Regions from separate parts of the Sus scrofa genome. Here region 1 is linked to region 2. Evidence: chromatin contacts called from public Hi-C data. All regions are on one chromosome and are shown on one strand. Each heading gives the region's core, a stretch centred on a gene start, on an enhancer-like site or on the middle of the called end of the contact. The rest is flanking DNA. Distances are from core to core; before and after follow the strand shown. Region 1 holds the start of PEX11B (peroxisomal membrane protein 11B). Region 2 holds the start of LOC110255273 (histone H2B type 2-F).

Region 1 (4,290 bases), core at 1,729-4,228, 200 kb before region 2:
TTTAAACAAAACTAAACAAAAAAATCCTACCATTGCCTAGAGGGCCTTGCATGAATGATCTGGCCCCTGTCTATCTCTCCAGTTTGAACTTAAGTCCTTACTCAATACTGGCTTTCTTTCTATGTCTCTAATTCCATTAAGAACACACTGGCTTTCTTTCTATGTCTCTAATTCCATTAAGCCTTTCTTGGTTCAAGGTCTTAGAATGTGCTATATTCTGTTTGGAATGGTCTTCTCTGCTACTGTTTGCTTTGTATAACTTCTACTCAGAAATAAAATTTAATTTTCTCAAAGAGTTCTTCCTTGACCTTTTGATCTACATTAGCTCCCCTTGTTAGATACCTCATGAGATTCTACACTTTTCCACAAATATATGGTTTGGTGATTACTTGTTTTAAATAACTGACTCCCCTACTAGACTAGAAGCTTCATGAGAGCATGAACCATTCCTATTTGACTCTTTGCTTTATTATTCCCTGGCTCACAGTAAGCAGCTACTAAATATTTTTAGAATGAATGAATTAGCAGGCAGTGAGGGACATAAACTGTTTTACAGATAGAAGCCAAATTAAAGTAATATTATTAATATCTCATTTTGCCCAATCTTAGTCACCCATCATGAGAGAGCATCTGTCTTCCATCTGCTCCCATTCATGATTCTCTGATGGTTTAAGATCTAAATGAAAGATTAAGTGATTAAGATGTATATGTGCTGGGATAGATTGTTCTCTCATGAATGGTGGGCTATACAGTATGGAGAATATAAAAAGTCTTGCAGGACAAAAGCATATCAAACCTGAATGAACGCTGGGCCCACTTCTCCTGATCCACACGGGGAACAAGTCCAGACTTTCCGGCCCACAGGACATTATCGCAGGCGAAGTACAAAGCTCTATTAAGGTGACTAACAGTGATGCAGAATCTCAGGACAACATCTGATAGATGCACAGCTCGTTTGGCTGACTCAAGGGCATCTGCTGAGTTACCGAGGCGTAGAACTTGTGGGGATTAGAAAGGAAAAGCAAAAATTTGGGAGGAGAGAGGCAAACAGAGAGTGAGACAGAAAGAAAGAAAGAAAGAAAGAAAGAAAGAAAGAAAGTGAAAGTCGAGCAAGTGATAGAAACAATAATAACAATTTAAAAGAAAAGCGGAAACAGTTCATTCTTTTTTACAAGTTTTAATTAATTTCTGTGGCACTAGTTTTCTCAAATTTGCCCTGTTCTCTCCAATCCTTCATTACTCTTACCCCTGCTCTTTTATCTTACTCAGGAGACATGCAGAAGATAAGTGCAAGGGCAAATGAGGGACAATTGGAAGAAAAGGTCAAAAACAGGAAGGAAGTTCTCTTGCGGTTAAGAGGGTCAAGGATCTAGAGTTGTCACTGCAGTGGCTCTGTTCACTGCTGTGGCGTGGGTTCGATCCCTGGCCCAGGAAATTCCACATGCAAAACAAAAACAAAACACCCCAAAAAACAGGGCAGAACAAAGGAAGAATAGCTGGGGAGGGAGGAAGTGTTAAAATAATGAAAAGGCATGGAGTTCCCGTCATGGCGCAGTGGTTGGCGCATACGACTAGGAACCATGAGGTTGCGGGTTTGGTCCCTGCCCTTGCTCAGTGGGTTGACGATCTGGCGTTGCCATGAGCTGTGGTGTAGGTTGCAGACGCAGCTCGGCTCCCGCGTTGCTGTGGCTCTGGCGTAGGCTGGCAGCTACAGCTCCGATTGGACCCCCAGCCTGGGAGCAGCCCAAGAAATGGCAAAAAGGCAAAAAAAAAAAAAAAAGAAAAAAAAGAAATAAAATAATGAAAGGACAGGAACAGCTTTTTTTGTTTCTTTTTCTATTTTTAAGCTGCCCAGGAGGATGGAGAGGTCCCTGGGCCAGGGACTGAACCTGCACCACTGAAATGACAAAGCAGAACCCTTAACCACCACGCCACCAGGGAACTCCAAGAGGCATGGTTACTTACGCTTTCTTCCTAGGCTCAGATGACCCTCCAGCTGTCGAATCTGTTTCTGTAACTCAGGACTGGCCCCATGTTTCTGTAGGGCATGGCCAAGAAGGGAGCAAGCATATTGGGCGGCCCTGGAGGAGAGAGTGAGCGGTAATGTAAGGTGGAGACCTCCCTAATCTCCCCCTCAAAAACGTCCTCCTAAAGGCAAGTCTGGATTCCCCCTTTTTCCAATTTGAGACTACTCCCTTTCCTCCTCAAGCTCTATCTCCAGGCAGGGGAAAAGAAAGGCATAAGGATAAAAAGGAGCCTCGAAGAGTTTGGGTAGCACTACTTAGAATTGAGAAAATAAGAGATTTGACTACATGAGGCCCGAAGAGGACAAGGTGGCAAGGCGTCCATCACAAGCACTTCTAGTGTGAACATGTGTGTGTCCACGTGAGGGAGTGGGGGATAGCTGGAGGGGAAATTCTTCAGAAAGGTGAACTGAGAGATTTCCAAGGCTCTTGAGGGGAATCGAGACTAGAAGGCAGGACGGAGGCAGAAGAGTTCGCGGGTCAGTAGGATGAGGGGACACGGAAACTTCGGAGCGACTGGTCAGCTCTGGGGACAGAGTTCAGGTCGCTATCAACCACGGGGCGGATGCTCCTCACGCCACCACCACCCGGCGAGGGAAGTATTAGTCTCATGTGAACGCGCATCCCTGAGCGACCTCCCCGCTGGCCCACTCGTGCCTCAGTTTTCCCATCTTTCCCGTGAGCAAAAACGAATCACGGCCTCACGGCTGGTTCAAATCAACCCCTCGCGGTCCGTCCGGGCCCCCGTAGCCCAAGATGACCCTTTTTGACCCCCGTAGTGTGAACTGTCCTCGCTTCACGAGGACCTTCCTCTGCCCGCCCTCCCCCATTCCTGTTCGGGCCGCACCTACACAGCCGCTCCCGGGCCTGGCTCTGAGCGCTGAAGCGGACCCAGGCGTCCATGACAGCGGCGGCCCCGGCTCCGCAGCCCCACCCCCGCCCACTTCCCGCCCCTAGTCACGCCTACCGGACGGCCCAACGGTGTCGCGCAAGGGACAAACATCGTCAAAAAGAAATTTGAACGGAGCCAGCCACAGAAGCGGAGTTTCGGAACTAGAAGCACTTGTCTCTGGGCCTACACCTGCGTGTTTTTGTGGGTGCCTCCGTTAGCTCGCCTTCTTATCAGCTGATCTCTATTTCCTAAGTACGCCTCCAGAGGCACATTCTTCTTTAAACATTCGAGGCCAAGGGCGGGGCTTGCAGGATGGGGGGCGGAGCGAGAAGGTGCCGCAGTGCTCTTGCCGCGGCCGCTAGGATAAGGTTTCCCCTAATTTAGGATGCCCTAGGGGCTTGAGAAGTCTGTGGAAGTAAAAGCCAGCACCAGATCCCTGTTCCCTGCAGGATTCTAACACTTGGACCGATGACCTCCAGAATACATACGGAGAATCTCCAGATTCAGAGGCTTTAGTGGACTAAGTTCGCGAAATAACCAACTCCAGATCCTGAAAAGGAAAGAAGAATGAGTGGATTCAGCTAACCTCTTCAAACCCACACTTCATCCCCCCATCCCTTTCCCTTCCATGTCACCATGTCTGCAGGCAATGGCACCCCTTTGGGGTCAGCAGTGGGGGAAGAGGTCTGGGCGGGATCAGGAGTAGAGGTGGAGAGCTCAGAGCTACCCACCTTCTCAGTTGCAGCTAAGGTCCGGGTTGGAGTGACCGTTGTGCTATTTGTTTCTTCGGCTGGAGGAAACCTGGCCGTACTGTGGTCGGTGACACGGCCGCAACCCAGCCAGCTCCGCCCCTCTCCGGTACGACGACTTTTTGCTCATTTAGCAGCTGCCGATTTACTGGTTACTTTTGTGGTTATGCCCCTAGATGCCTCCTGGAATATCACTGTTCAGTGGCTGGCCGGGGACATCGCATGTCGAACACTCATGTTCCTGAAACTAATGGCCATGTATGCCGCAGCTTTCCTGCCTGTGGTCATTGGGCTCGACCGCCAGGCAGCCGTACTACACCCGCTTGGACCCCGCTCAGCTGGAAGGAAACTTCTGGGGGCAGCCTGGCTACTCAGTTTCCTTCTTGCCTTGCCTCAGGTGAGTAACTTGTCGGGACTCAGGGCTACACCGGACAAGAATTTGGGTGCACCACATGAGCCTTCAGATTCAAGGAGCGTGCTTGGCCGTGGTCACCATTAATCCTCAACGGAGAGACTCTGCTATCTCTTCCGCAAGTTAAGATCATTAATTTGTATTTTCTGCTACAAGCCTTTATTTTTACTACAGTTGGCTTCCATTTTTTTGTATCCTCCTAATCCCACCTTC
Region 2 (4,118 bases), core at 1,426-3,925:
GCCCTTTTATGCATTATGCCCCCCCCCAATCTATTTTTAAAAAATACTCTGGAGAACACTAAAAACCACTTCCCAGCCTCCCACCTCCAACATGACCAGGGAACTTCAGGAGAGGTACCTAGAAGCATGTTTAGGAAGCACATAGGTGGTTCTTATAACCAGGAAACTTTGTTACAGAACCAAGACAAGCTTCATGATAGCCATGGCCCTGGTAATTTTCTTGTGGCGTGTAAACAATCACAGGACCTATGTGCTGCTTAGCTTTCACCAAGAGCAGTAACAGTGGCTGCCTAGGGCTGGGGAAAAGTTTAACCTAAGTGAGGATTAAATCCTCAAAGGAAAAAAAAAAAAAAATCTTGAAGGAAGGGAACTCTGAGCACTGGTCTCTCGACCTTTTTACAAGAGTCAACATTATGGACCAGATAATTCTTGGTTGTGGGGGCTGTCCTGTGCATTACAAGATGTTTAAAGTATCCCCAGCTAGATGCCAGTAGCACCCCTCCCCCTAAGTGGCAACAAAAATGTCTTCAGATATTACCAAATGTTCCATGGGGTGGAGGGGCAAAGTCTATCTGGCTGAGGGTCACTGGGCTAGAAGGAAGTTAGGGAAGGATGGCTATGTTGAGATTTACAGGTAGGCCAACTTGCATACTAAAGCATGTGGCTATATAGGAGAAAGTTTGAAAGGTGTGTATTGAAAACTGAGTAAAACCTTAGTAGCTGGGACTAGTTAATTGAGGACTCTGTGTGATAGGATAAAATAAATCCCAGCTTGTTTACTACTCAACAAAGGACTTGAGACATTTAGGGACAAAGGGATGAAGTGGTAAGAGGAAAGCCCGGCCAGCTCTCTACTTAAAGCTCCCACTGAGGACTAGATAGGGACCACCCTGGTGACTAATCATTTGTTACTAGCAAGGTGATGTCTGCCACTAGGTGGCACCTCGAGCCTCATAGGAAGATCCCAATTTTAAAAGCAAAGACCATCTTCACCTCCCTCTCAACTCCAAATCCCAAAAAATGCACATGCACTCGAGATCACTATCTGACCAACCTTCTAACCAAGTGCTTACAGCCACTTTCTCTGATAAGTTATGTGGCTCTGAAAAGAGCCTTTGGGGTAAGGTAGATGTTCTATTTCGTCCCTTGAGCACCCTTACTTGGAACTGGTGTACTTAGTGACCGCCTTGGTGCCCTCGGACACGGCGTGCTTGGCCAGCTCGCCGGGCAGCAGCAGGCGCACGGCCGTCTGGATCTCCCGGGACGTGATGGTCGAGCGCTTGTTGTAATGAGCCAGGCGGGACGCTTCGCCCGCGATGCGCTCGAAGATGTCGTTGACGAAGGAGTTCATGATGCCCATGGCCTTGGACGAGATGCCGGTGTCTGGATGAACCTGTTTCAGCACTTTGTATACATACACAGAGTAACTTTCCTTGCGGCTTCGCTTGCGCTTTTTGCCATCCTTCTTCTGCACTTTTGTTACAGCCTTTTTAGACCCTTTTTTAGGAGCAGGAGCAGATTTTGCTGGATCCGGCATTTCTGCACGAAGAAAGCCCACGCGCCCACAAAAATGATGCTGACTACATCCAAGCTGGTCGGTTACGCGCTACTTATAGAGCCTGTATGCAAATGAAGACTAACTCAGTACTGCGTGTTTATTGGTTAATATCCAACAGTGCCGTCATAGAAGGGTGGAGTCCATGTAAATAAGGTTCGGTCTCGCTTCCTTAGTGGTCCTTAGAACAAAAGTCTTGTTAACCAATCAAAATGTTCTATTTCACACTAACCAGTAAATATGTAAAGTGTAGTTTCACCTGTTTTGTTGATTTTAACTTTTACTGGTTGACTTGTATACGTAGAGATCTGAAGCGCCAGCTAAGGGAAAGTTAAATTTTATTTTTGCATCGTATTACTCCGCTATACCACTTGTGGAAGTCTGATTTTGATTTTTGCAACCAAACCTCAGCCCACTTAAATATTTATTTTTACCTTTTGCGCCTCCTGTCTTAACGCAGTGAGGAAGACACCTCGGGACTCAGCACTGTCTCTTGCCCTTTTTTATCAGTTGAAACGCCAGGAAACTACCGGGTGTTTGACATCCAGCCTAGACCTAGAACTGCTGTCGATCTGAAAACCCAGATCCCAGATCCCCCCAGTTATAATACCGGCCTTCTACTGTCAATTTCTGTATTCAAACTTGTGCTAACATTTTTAACTAGCAGCTTGAAAGGCGTTCCAAAAAAATAAAGCAAAAACTGCGTAGAGCAGACTATCCTCTTGCAGTTTTCCCACGTAAGCAGCAAGCTTAGCCCTCTGGACTTCAGAAATCACGTCAGCACTTGGCCATGACGACCTAGATTTTGCCTGATGCTCCCTCTGGCGTCTGTCGGCTTTAATTCTGTAACCTCACCAACACATACAAGATTACTTGATCCCCTTTACCCTTAACACCTGTGCATAACGAGCCCACCGACATGGCTGAGAGGTGGTACAACTGCTCCTTTTGAAAAGGTGAGTGGCTCTGAAAAGAGCCTTTAAGATAGTCTACGTAAAAAAAAAATGCCTTAAGCCCGCTCCCCGCGGATGCGGCGGGCCAGCTGGATGTCTTTGGGCATGATGGTCACGCGCTTGGCGTGGATGGCACACAGGTTCGTGTCTTCAAACAGCCCCACCAGGTAGGCCTCGCTCGCCTCCTGCAGCGCCATCACGGCCGAGCTCTGGAAGCGCAGGTCCGTCTTGAAGTCCTGCGCGATCTCGCGCACCAGGCGCTGGAAGGGCAGCTTGCGGATCAGCAGCTCGGTCGACTTCTGGTAGCGCCGGATCTCCCGCAGGGCCACGGTGCCCGGCCGGTAGCGGTGGGGCTTCTTCACGCCGCCGGTGGCCGGCGCGCTCTTGCGGGCCGCCTTGGTGGCCAGCTGCTTCCGCGGGGCCTTGCCCCCGGTCGATTTGCGGGCGGTCTGTTTAGTACGCGCCATAATATCTCACTGGTTTCATTTACCTACCCTGAGGCAGTCCTATTTATAGACATAGCCTCATCTTGATTGGGCCAGAAAAATAAGGAATTTCCGGAATTCTTATCTCATTGGCTAGAATTCAATCCTGGGCAAAGCTTGTTATGCTAATCTCCTTATTACCTCCGTACTTTTCTATAACCTTATCGATCACAGATATTTTCTTTTTTAGGCCATTTCTTGAAATTGCTGTAACTTTTAAAACAGCAACTTATAAAGTGTTTTTGCACATTTGGGATTTATATTTTAATCGATTCCTTTGAAATACACGCATGCCCTAGGTTTCAGCCGCATTTCCATTTCTTCTCCCATAGTTAACATTTATTTAGCTCCTGACACTGAGCTAAGCGCACTAGATGTATTACATTATGACTGCGGTTCGACAAAACAATATTCAATTGAAGAAAACATATTTAACTTTACGTTTACCTGATTCAGAACTTCGCCAAAGTTGTGTGCTGGCCAGTACCAATTTACAGAGTAGAGCTCTCCGCCTTTCTTTTGTCATTTTCCCCTGGAAGGCGGTTTCCTCCTTCTCAATCCATCAATGGCTAATTAGGTCCTATAGAGGAAACGCTTCTAAGTAAGGGAAAGTAAGATCAGAAATATTTATTTATTTATTTGGCCATGAGATCCCCCAGCCACTGCAGTGACACCACCAGATCCTTAACCTGCTGCATTAAAGGGAACACAAGACCAGAAATATTAGTTTCTCCTTTACACTGGTGAATAGTTTTAAAGTCAAGTTGCCTATCAGTCAGATTAAAAGTTCAAATAAAGTGTCAAAACAAATAAATTATTTGTTGATTACTGAGTTGCTAGCATATTTTCTTCTATAAAGTGTTTTCTAATTCTTAACATTTCTTATCTTTTCTATTCTTTATAAGGAAATTGAAGATCTTTTTCCTTTTAGTTATTTCATATGCTTTGAAGAATTGCTTGGGAAAATTGCATGTAATAATACCACAGTTATGTAAGGTTACCAATGCTTAAAATTGTAATAATTAATATAAAGACTTTTAATCGCATGCTTCTTTGATTGAAAAAACACTATTGCATCCAAACCACAGAAAAACTCAAACCTGAGAACAAAGGCCCAAGAGGCTC

What was found. A called contact is a pair of places that touch in the nucleus more often than the background predicts.
Region 1: a Hi-C map of skeletal muscle shows a contact between it and region 2, with 5 times the contacts expected there. The contact joins the promoter of PEX11B here to the promoter of LOC110255273 in region 2. A contact is called at or near these places in 1 of 5 promoter capture datasets (fetal liver), 3 of 47 Hi-C or Micro-C datasets (embryonic fibroblasts, liver and skeletal muscle) and 1 of 2 datasets of contacts at active chromatin or transcription factors (alveolar macrophages).

The regions. Positions count from the first base shown.
Region 1 is chr4:99,414,091-99,418,380 of Sscrofa11.1, reverse strand. PEX11B (peroxisomal membrane protein 11B) reads right to left here and starts at 2,978. Exons shown (of 4, transcript XM_001927969.4): 1 at 2,872-2,978; 2 at 1,966-2,081; 3 at 797-998. The coding sequence starts at 2,927. GNRHR2 (gonadotropin-releasing hormone (type 2) receptor 2) reads left to right here and starts at 3,533. Exons shown (of 3, transcript NM_001001639.2): 1 at 3,533-4,062. The coding sequence starts at 3,553.
Region 2 is chr4:99,215,294-99,219,411 of Sscrofa11.1, reverse strand. It overlaps LOC110255273 (histone H2B type 2-F), which reads right to left and starts at 2,675. Exons shown (of 1, transcript XM_021089927.1): 1 at 1-2,675. The coding sequence starts at 1,537. The coding sequence ends at 1,157.